Regions from separate parts of the Oryctolagus cuniculus genome. Here region 2 is linked to region 1. A link is a contact called in public Hi-C data. All regions are on one chromosome and are shown on one strand. Each heading gives the region's core, a stretch centred on a gene start, on an enhancer-like site or on the middle of the called end of the contact. The rest is flanking DNA. Distances are from core to core; before and after follow the strand shown.

Region 1 (4,941 bases), core at 1,179-3,678:
ATAAACAAGGCACATAATAAATACAATGAAGAATAAATCAGGATAATAAAGACTAAAGAATAAGAGATTTTTAACAATACGTTTTCAAGGCAGAGCTTTTTAGATGCCCTTACATGGCTATTTCTGTATATCCAGGGCATAAGATGAGCATCAGTGAGGCCAAGCAGAGACTCCTAAAGAGAATAGACTGCAATTCTCAATAAATGAGTCCAGTGTTTTAGGAAAATTCCAGTTTTCTTTTACAAGGGAGAATTTGAAGTTCTGTGAATTCATTTTGAGGGCTCTGGATTGCTTTAGGCTTGAAGAATTTCTAAATTTCTGCCATGTCTGAGTAGCTCTTTGTGGCAAGGCTGTCAGCTAGCTACCACCAAGGGTCTTCCTAACGTGTAAGTGGAGAAATAAGAGACAGTTAATAAGTAAAATACTTCTTGGTCTCATGTAGTCATCAAATAGAAAAGATCAAAGTAGGGGCTTTCTGTTTGTTTATTATTTATTTTAGTTTTACTAGAGAGGCAGAAAGAGACTAAAATGGATAGAAAGAGAGCATCCATCTATTGGTTCACTGTCCTAGAATTCAAACACCTACCAAAACCAGAGCTGGGCCAGGTTGAAGACAGGAGTCTGGAAATCAATCCAGGTTTCCCACATGGGGGCAGGGACCCAAGCATTTGAGCCATCACCCTGGGTGCACAGTAGTATGCAGCAGGATCCGAGGCTGGCAGGGAAACCCAGCATTCTGATTTGGGATACAGGCAACCCAGTGCTCATCCCCCAAGGCCTAGGTTTGCTATCATGATATTAATATTTTGGAGGAACCCCTCCTCCCTTGTGCACAGACTGTCTGTACCTTGTCAGTGTACTACAAGGCAGAAGAGAATCTGATGAAATGATATAAAGGCAAAAAAATTGTCATTTTTAACAAGTTTAGTGTTTTAGCTTTACAGCTGAACAATTTTTAACATTTTGTCACATTCACTTCATATGTAGACATTATATACATACACATATATACTACTTTTTTCTTGGAAACAGATTATATTTGCATATTTAATATATTACTTTCATATAGGAATATATTTATTTGAAATTAGAATTCCACAAAAAAGGTGATATGTGGTTGTTGAATAAGCAAAATAAATTTAAAATGACTCTTTAAAATGATTTTTGAGTTTTTGTTTTTGCTTTATTGAACATTGATCTTTCAAAAATAGCAGAATCTATATCTCTTTTACTACCTGGCTCTACTCTTGGCCAAACCTCCTAGCTGATGGCAGCAAATCCTACTATAGTCAAAGAATATCCAGGCCTTATTTTGCTTTATTCAAGAGGGGACCTGTTTGTTTTCATTTCAGAAAAGCAAACTTTCCTGCAACTCCATAAAACCTGAAATGGTGTAGTTCTTTGTACCAACATTTATTTTAGTAGACTTTAGAAAATGCGTACTTTTTAAAAGTACATTCACAAAGGCCTGACCATTTTTCATGTTTATATGGTATTTTCTGTCTAGCACAGGATCTGACACATGGGAGGCATCCGATGCATTTTAACTGAATGCTAACCAATGTCTCCCATGGCTTCCTAGTGATGGATGGTAGGCCAAATGAAAACGAGAGTGTGCTAATATTCAGAAGAGATTGTCAAAACTAGCTTGTAGAGGTTGTTTTTGTTACTACAACAGTCAACTCAGCGAAACACTCGTTTCCATTTATCCAACTCCTTGGGTTTTGAGCCTACAAGCAGAACTGTAAAAGATGGCGCAAGTACTGGTCTTTGATCTGGGAGTCTTTTGTTTTCTATTGGCGGAAAAATCAGTACCACTAGAGGTCACTGCAGTTACTAGCAACTGAGTGATTAGACTTGTCTGACAGGACTGGGCAGCTCTTGCAAGCCCTTGCAATTCACCATCAAGGGAAGCGGACGAAAAACTCGCTGTGACACTCTCTCTGTCTCTCTGCCTGTCAACTAAATAGGAATTTTAGACTTAAGAGAAGTTCAGTTTGGTGGAGAAATGAAGGAAGTTCATGCAGCTTTTTCAGAATTCACATTTTCCTTGTGCTTGTGGAAGACCCCTCACAGGTGGAAACATTTTGGCATCCCTCAGACTGTCAGCAGAAGGAACGGGCAGAGCGCACAGGTGTTGATGGAGCTGTGTTTGGGAGGGGCCACAAGATAAGCAGAGCATAGAAAGTGAGGCTTAAAGAAGGGATCCGCTTTGGCACGTGGTCAGAATGGCCAGGCCAGCAGATCCATGAGGCCAGTGCTTCAAAAGAGGGACCAGACCCCCCCCCCCCAACCTTGCCACTACATTACAGAGATAGCACTGCATTTAACCAGCAGCCGTGTCACACCTCCAGAGCCAGAAGAGGCCTTGTCTAGAGCACCTCAAACTTTGGGGTGGGACCCAGAAGCTCTGAGTCACCCTGCTGTCGTTGGCTAAACAAAGCTCTTTTTTCAAGGAAGGATGGTATCTGTGTATTTACATAATACCTGCGCCTGTGGCGTGCCTGACTTAATTGATGAAGACATGAAGGCTGAGGGAATTGAGTCGCCTGCCCCAGGTTACAAAGCAAGTCAGCACAGACAGAGGGCAGAACCCAGAGCCCTTGGGTGACCACCACATTCTTGGTCTACAAGGACTCCTGCAGTATGCTTGCTTGTATTCGGCAGTTTCCACACAGGGCACCCTTCATCAAAAAGTGGAGGAGGAAGCCCACTCACGCCAGCAGGGCACACATCTGAATCCCGTAAGGAAAGCTTCTTCATGAAGCCCCCTCTGCTTCCGCTGTGAACCCCCATCAAAGCCAATGATCACGCCTACCCCTCTTCCAGTCGCCACAGTTGGCACCTGCACTGGCATGTGCCTTTGGAATGGAAAGTCAGGATGGTTTCAAAGTTTCATATACAATAACAGGAAAAAAATTAAACAAAGGAACATTTTAAGCAGCTGTCCCCACCTCTGTGTGGTTCCTTTCCAGTCTCAGGCAAAGCGCTGCATACCTAAAATCCCCTGAGAGTAGACGTCTATAAAACCGACATTTAAGGTTCTCTTTGCCCCATAGCAGAGGAAATACAAATTGTTACAAACTTTCTCCTCCAGCATAGCTTGCTGCTTTTTGGAACATTCTAGAATGGCAAGTATAGTAAGTTGGAAAGGGTGGGGGGCCTGAACTCCAATCACTTATCCCCCACTCTCCAGCATTTGAGCATAAAGTCATCGTTTCTAGAAAGGAGTTAAAATAGCATTTTCATCTCAGGTCCATCTTCACATTTTGATTTCAAGACAGACCAGCAAAAGTAGCAGATTGAAGACTCTAACCTGAAGGGTAGGAAAATACAAAGGAAAGAAAAGAGAAAAGCTGGTAACATAGTGTGTCCTGTATTCCTATGTGACAATCAGCACTGTCTAATTGAGGATTCATTCATTGTTAAGACTCATTAGGCTTATTATAAAAGTTCTGTGGCTCAGCGTCCTGTGGTAGAAAGGCAGTGATCATGGTGGAAAGTTCTCTGGCGAAGGAATCAGAAGGACCAGATCTTAGCGCATGTCAAGTCTCAGGACCTCAGTGTCTCCATTTACAAAACACCAGTGAGAATACTTTACTGTCTCTCATTAATCAAATGCTTTCTCTATCAGAGACCTTGTTAGGATGAGATGAGCCTTTTATAGCAATAATAGCATGTAGATGTAAGAAAAAAAGTGTTTTTATCTAGTATATTTCAATTAAAGTCTTTAAAATTTCTAAATTGAGTATCCCCAGCTTAATATTAGAAAGATACATACAAAGGCAGAGGAAGGGATTGCACTAAATTAACTTCCCCCAAATGGAACGAGTGGCACCAGTGGAGTGTCCATGGCTGTTCATTCTTCACTTACCAGGAATAAGGCCTGCCTGTCAACCCTGACCCTTTCTCTCACCCCCACACTCATTCCAATAGGAAATCCCATGGTCTCTGCAGAGTGTTTCCAGCGTCTGACCACCTCTCAGCACCCCCGTTGCTTCCTCTGTGATCCTAGGCACTAACTGGATGATGGCAGCGGCTTCCTACCTGCTTCCACCTGGGCACCTTCCCACAAATCTATGCTCAAAGCAGCAGCCAGGGGTCAGACGCGGGTTATTCCATGCTCCTCTAACTCCAGACCCTCCGATGGCTCCCACGACGCTCAAGGAAGCAAACCTGTGCAATGGGCATAAGGTTCCATGCCTGGGGCTCCTTGCTAACTCCCTGCCCTTCTTACCACCATCCAGCCACCCTGGACTTCTCACTGTTGGCTAAAAGTACTCCCACCTGAAATCATTCCCACCTGTGTCCCCTCTGGTTGGTCTGCTCCTCGTCCAGTTAGCTTCATGTCCTAAACTCATCTTGTTTGTCTCCTCTTTTGCTTCTTAAATGCCACTCTCAGTGAGACTGGCCCTGAGCATCCTATTTAAAAATGAAACTCACCCGAAGCCCCAGGCTTCCCAACCCCTCTCTGATTGTTTTCCATACCATCTACCATACTTCTGTCGTCAAATACATTATTTATTATTCTTTATTCTTGTCTTTCTCCTCCTCCATTAAGTGTTAACTTTTAAAGGGGAGGAATTTTTGCCTCTTTTGTTTTCTGTGCATTCCCAGAACCTAGAATAGCACTTGGCTCATAGTAGGGGCTCAGTGAGTATTTGCTAAATGAGTAACACAATAGAGACCTAAACACCTCAGCCTTTTACTGTGCAGCTTCTCCTAAGAACCAAGGCAGCTTGCATTCAGCCCATCTGTCATACATAATCCACGGTGCCTTTGTGTGGCAAATATTTTTATCTGTATTTTACTGGAGACAATGAAGTACTCAGTGGCCATCTCCCCATAAGTCGTAGAAGCAGATGCAAAGGAACTGTTATGAGACCTAAATTCCTTCCAAATTTTGGACCACATTTCCTTCACATCCTTCCCACCCTGAGC
Region 2 (4,941 bases), core at 928-3,427, 310 kb after region 1:
GCTGTGAGAAGCACAGGCTGGGCTAAGGCAGCTAGGATCCGGAGACTCTTCCACCAAGCCCTGTGACAGCCTGCTCAGACAGCTCCCTTCTGGGAGGGTTCTCCTCTGCAGTTCCGCATAGCGGCTCCCTGCTTGGCCTCAGCACCTTGCACCCCGTCTCCCAGGGACCAGTCTCAGCCACAGAGGCCTCAGAAGACCCTGCGAATTGCAGGACACAGAAGGCCACTCTCAGAAGCCAAGCCGGGAGCTCCCCCGAGAAAAGGGTACACCCGGGACCCGCGCTTCAGCTTCCGCGGAGCCAGAGCTCAGGAATGACTGGAGCCACGACGCCCCCTAGGGACTCACCCGGGGGTGTTGACCCAGATGATGTCCAGGTGGCAGAAGTAGACGCACTCCTTGTCCATCAGCGAGGAGCAGGAGCACCGCTTGGAGCGGCGCGGCCGCCAAGGTGCGCTGGCCGGGGGCTTCTCCCCTGGGTTTTCCGCTCCTGTGCTGAGCTCCGTGCCCGAGGCCGCTGTGGAGAGAAGGCGCACATCAGTCCAGATCTGGCGGGGCAGGCACGCGCGGGGGCGGCATAGCACCTGCTGCAGCAGCAGGGGCAGCCAAGGGGCTCTTTACTTTTTTCTTTCCTTGACACCACCTCGCTCTACCCACTGCTGGCTTATCCACCTTCCCACGAATGACAGGGAAGCAGAAGAGACAAACTCCTATAAAAGGGACTTCGCCAGCCCGTCTGCAGCAGCCGTCAAGGCAATGCTGCCAGCTGGGGGCTTGGGTGGGCTTCTGCACTGGCCGCTGACTGAAAACCAGTACATCGCTGCTCTATTCCTGGTACAGGAGCCGCTCCCTCATTGCAGATGAGCCACTTCACACCTTGTGTAAGGGTCTGGGGTCGGTATCCACACCTCTGGAAATTAGGCAGGGGGCAAAGAGCCCTGGGGAAGTGATGGGGAGAGGGAGAAGAAGGGAAGCGAACACAATATCCCCTTCACTGCAGAAGCCAGCGAGCTCCTCCGAGAAGCAGCTGGTGCACCTGGAGAGAGCGCTGCGCCTCTGGAATTCAGAATCCACGGAGCCGCGGCGCCAGGCTTGTGTGGGATCTACCGCCTCCCCCTCGGGGGCGCAGCCCTGCGCATCCCACCAACCATCCAACAGCCATGCCGCTTATCTGCCCGATTCGGTACATTTCAAATGATCAGACACATTCCTGGATTTTCATCCCCTTGACACCCTTTCTCTTTTGTCAGGGTTATGAAAAGTCCCCAAAAAAGTGCGCTGACCCTAAAAAATTAGGGGTAAGGGGGCGGCGGCGGGGAGACGCACCGCGGTACTGCCTAAATCCTTAAGTAACCAAGAATGATCCCTGCTCCCAACCCAGGACAGGTGAACACAACCGAAAATAGAGCTCACACTGTTGGGAGTGCCAAAAATCTGCCAAAAGGAAATCTAAAGTCAATAATGACAAATAATAAAAAAAAAAAAATCTGCTTCACCCCGAAACTCCCCGCGGAGGCGGGGGGAGGGAGTGCTTAATCAACAGACTTTGTTCGGCAAGTAGTATTTTACTGCTCACATATTGCTTGAATGACTTGAATAAAAGTTCTTGGCTGCAAGCTGGAATGTTGAAATATTGCACACTTTCACACAGCTGAAACAGCGCGTGTTTGTTCTAAGTACCTGCACGAACACCTATATGGCAAAATACACCCTCGACTGCGTCCTAGCTTCTCCATACCCGCTCTGCATTATTTAATTTTACAGCCAAGCCAATGCATTATGCAAGAACAACTTAAAAAATCAGAAGTCATTTTCATGCTCCGCTATACTCGGTGGAGGAATTTTCTTACTTTCCCTGGAACACTTGGGCAGCTCCGAGCAGTGCTCGTCAGGCACTTGCTATCTAAGCGTTAGTAATAAAAAGAAAACAGAAGCAAGAAATGCATTCAGTGGAGTAGAGACATTAACCTGCACAGGGGGTTGCAAGTCCGCGTGCGTGCCTACCTGTCTCGGGAGCTCCATGGAAAGCCACCAACAGCAGAGAGACCATCATGGAGAAGTAATCCATTCTGAAAAAGGTCTAAAAAAAAATCTCCGGCAAACTGAACCCAAAAGCAGACGATGAAAAACAGCCTCAGCGCTTCTCGTGGCTCGGATCCTCGGCCCGGGCTCCGGTCCCGGGGAGAAGAGGCCACCGGTGCTCGGAGCGCAGGCGGCGGGCGCGGGGCGCACGCGGCGCGGAAGGCGGCGGCGGAGCAGCGCGGGGACGCAGCGAGGACCCGGGACACTCGCCTCGGCGCAGCTGCAGAGGCGCGTCTGGCTTGGACAGCTCTCGGCCGGCTTTTTATATTGAACCCCTATAGCGTGGGGGTAAACAGCTCCAACTTTATTCCAGCCCCAGACAATGTTATTGTGTTATTAGTCACCGCCAGGCAACGTGCAGCCGGAGATAAGGCCGGGCCCGAGAGGAAATCGCTGCAACTTCAGAGGCGGACGCCCGCCGTCTGACAATTCAGGGGCGGGCTCACAGAAACAAAATACCCATTAGAGACCTTTGGTAAACCTGCCCGTGCGGCGCTGCAGTCTGCTTCCCCTTGTGCGAGCTGCCAGCCCGGGAGTCCAAGAATCAGAAGAGGGACTACAGCAGAAGTCATACCATTGGTATGAAAAGTATGAGCCACGGTTTAAATAGATTGTATTGTTGTGTGCAGGGGGATTTTTTTTCTTCATTGTTGTTCACTTCATTTTCCTTTTATGTCTCGGGCAAACAAGGGGACGCTCTCCTGCTTGCCTCCCCGCCTCCCCCGCCCCGGGGGTCCAACGATCTGGGCCGAGCAAGGTGCATTTCTCTCCCTGCCAGCCCCTACCCCCAAGTCCTTTGGGGATTAAAGTTCTTGCGCGGCGACGGAGAGGAAGATCAGGGAGGGACTGGCAAAGGAGGGGCGTAATAAAAACATCAGAGCTACTCAGACACATGCCCCCTTTTTTGTTTTATTGTCCACCTATTTGAAGACCCCTCCCCCCAAACTCTCTCTTCTGCGCCCCGGACCGGACCCACAGTACCGCTCTTAGAAAAATGGGGCGACAGGGACGCCAGGGGGCGATCAAGAGCCACAGGGGCTGCAGTTGTGTTTTAGGACAAAAAAGTGAAACCCGCGGCTGCGGCCGGCGACGGGGACCGAGGGAGCGCGGGGGGGGCGGGGGGGCGCGGGAAAGGAGCGCGCGCTCCAGCCCCCTCCCCACCCCCCCACTCCCACTCCCCGGCTTCCTCGCCCAGGACCTCGTTCCTGCTTCTCGGTTTCCCCTCGGCTTTCCCATGGGACCACCACCAGGGTGCCCCCACCCCAAGGGGTCCGGTGATCCGCAGGGAAGGTGGCGTTGGGCCGGGGACGGGATCGGATCCTGCCTCTCCTGTTGACATGTTCAAAGCAGCTGCCTGTCTGTCTCACCTTGACAGAGCCCTGGCGGTGCCCACGGGGCAGCCGCCGCGCAGGTAACAGCACGCCTTGCTGAAGAAGGCGAAGCGCCCACGTCGGACGCCGCCCCTTTCAAGGGGCTCCATTTTCCAGGTGAGAAAACGGAGGCACCCAACAGAAGCCAGCGCGCCACCAGGCTTCTCAGAGGGCGCCCCCAGGGAGACCTGCGTGGGTCCAGGCAGTCTTCTTCTCCAGCGCCTCCCCAGCACCCGGGACCCTGCGGGACACACTTCCTCCGTGTCCTCATCTCGTTCCACTCCTTTTCTCCCTGGCGCGGCAGCCCGCGCGGGCCCGTTTCCAGGGGTCTCTCTACCCAGGAGGGTCCCCCGGGGCCACCGCCTCACCACCTAAAAGTCCAGGTTTCCTCCCCGCACCCAGGCCCTCCCTGGAGTCAGACGCAGGCCGCCAAGCCACAGCAGCGGGTTCAGGCTCCTAATGCGCTCTGGTGCTGCCACCCAATCCCCGGGGACCCGGACCTGGGGCGCTCGGCCTCAGCCCAGCCCACTGCCGGCTTCGACTGGACGCAGTACCTGGGGAAGGAGACACGAGGGGACCTGATGTCATGTGCACGAGACCCAGGCCTCCCTCCACTGCCCACCCTGAAGACCCACCTGGCCGGGGGGCTCCTCCCCGGAAACGGCCACCCGCCGTCCCCAGGATCCCGGGGACCCGGGTCCTGCCTAGGCTGCCCTCCTGCTGGGGCGCCCGCCTCGCCCCCACCTGGCCGAGGCCGCCCCTGCAGGTGCCAGCGGCGGCACCGGCGCCCAAGTAGAGAAGAGTGGGAGGAAACCTGCCCGCGCGCTCCCCTCTCGGGCTGTCCGTGTCATCCCCTTGACTCTATTGGATTTGAAATCACAAAATGCGGGCCGCGATCCGCCACCAGCCGGGCCTCCCGCAGCTAGGTGAAATTAGGCAGGACCTCAGATTCGGGAGGGCCACCTGGCTCCCAGGAGAACGTCGCCCGCCTCGCTTGAACCCCCGAGCGCCCTAGACGCGGGCGCGAGTGCTCCTGCGTGCGTGGATTTCATGTCTCTCTGGGCGCGCGCGTTGGGGAGAGGGGCGTCAGTCTTGCTCTCGGGTTTCAGCCTCCTTCTCCTCCTCGGAGAGGAAGAAGAAACCCCGCGCAAGCCCAGGGAAGGCGGCTCCGGCCTCCCAGCCAGCAAGTTCCCCAAGAATCAAGGGACAGGGGGTAGAACCCCAGCAAACCCGTTTTACCAGTTGGGGGATCCCACTCTTCCCTGAGCTTCAGGCCTTGCTGGAGACGGAGGTAGGAGAAGGGGAGGTGAAATGAGCCGGACAGAGGACCAGGTGCTCTGGTTTGATGGCCAAGGAGGTGCCTGCACAGCCCCCAGCCCCAGCCCTCAAAGCGGCAGAGAGGTCACCCCCAGGGGAAGCGGGACTGGAAGGAGTGGAGATGGTGTCTTTCCTGCAGCAGAACGGTTCTCTGTAACTCTTTTGCTTTTATGTT

Evidence for each region. A called contact is a pair of places that touch in the nucleus more often than the background predicts.
Region 2: a Hi-C map of psoas muscle shows a contact between it and region 1, with 7 times the contacts expected there. The contact joins the promoter of EDN1 here to the enhancer-like site in region 1. A contact is called at or near these places in 5 of 6 Hi-C or Micro-C datasets (ear pinna, embryonic fibroblasts, liver and 2 more).

Annotation. Positions count from the first base shown.
Region 1 is chr5:158,011,428-158,016,368 of mOryCun1.1, forward strand. All of the region lies in intron 2 of LOC138849832 (a long non-coding RNA gene), which reads left to right. Among named protein-coding and RNA genes, the nearest start is that of PHACTR1, 110 kb to the left of the region's middle. Within about 2 kb of position 2,429, at least 1 of the 8 cell types and tissues checked has an H3K27ac peak or open chromatin away from gene starts, as enhancers often do.
Region 2 is chr5:158,323,326-158,328,266 of mOryCun1.1, forward strand. EDN1 (endothelin 1) reads right to left here and starts at 2,178. Exons shown (of 6, transcript NM_001101696.1): 1 at 2,002-2,178; 2 at 346-514. The coding sequence starts at 2,065. It overlaps LOC127493278, which reads left to right and starts at 2,119. Exons shown (of 4, transcript XM_070074943.1): 1 at 2,119-2,429; 2 at 2,514-2,658; 3 at 3,455-3,566; 4 at 3,852-4,516. The coding sequence starts at 2,119. The coding sequence ends at 4,375.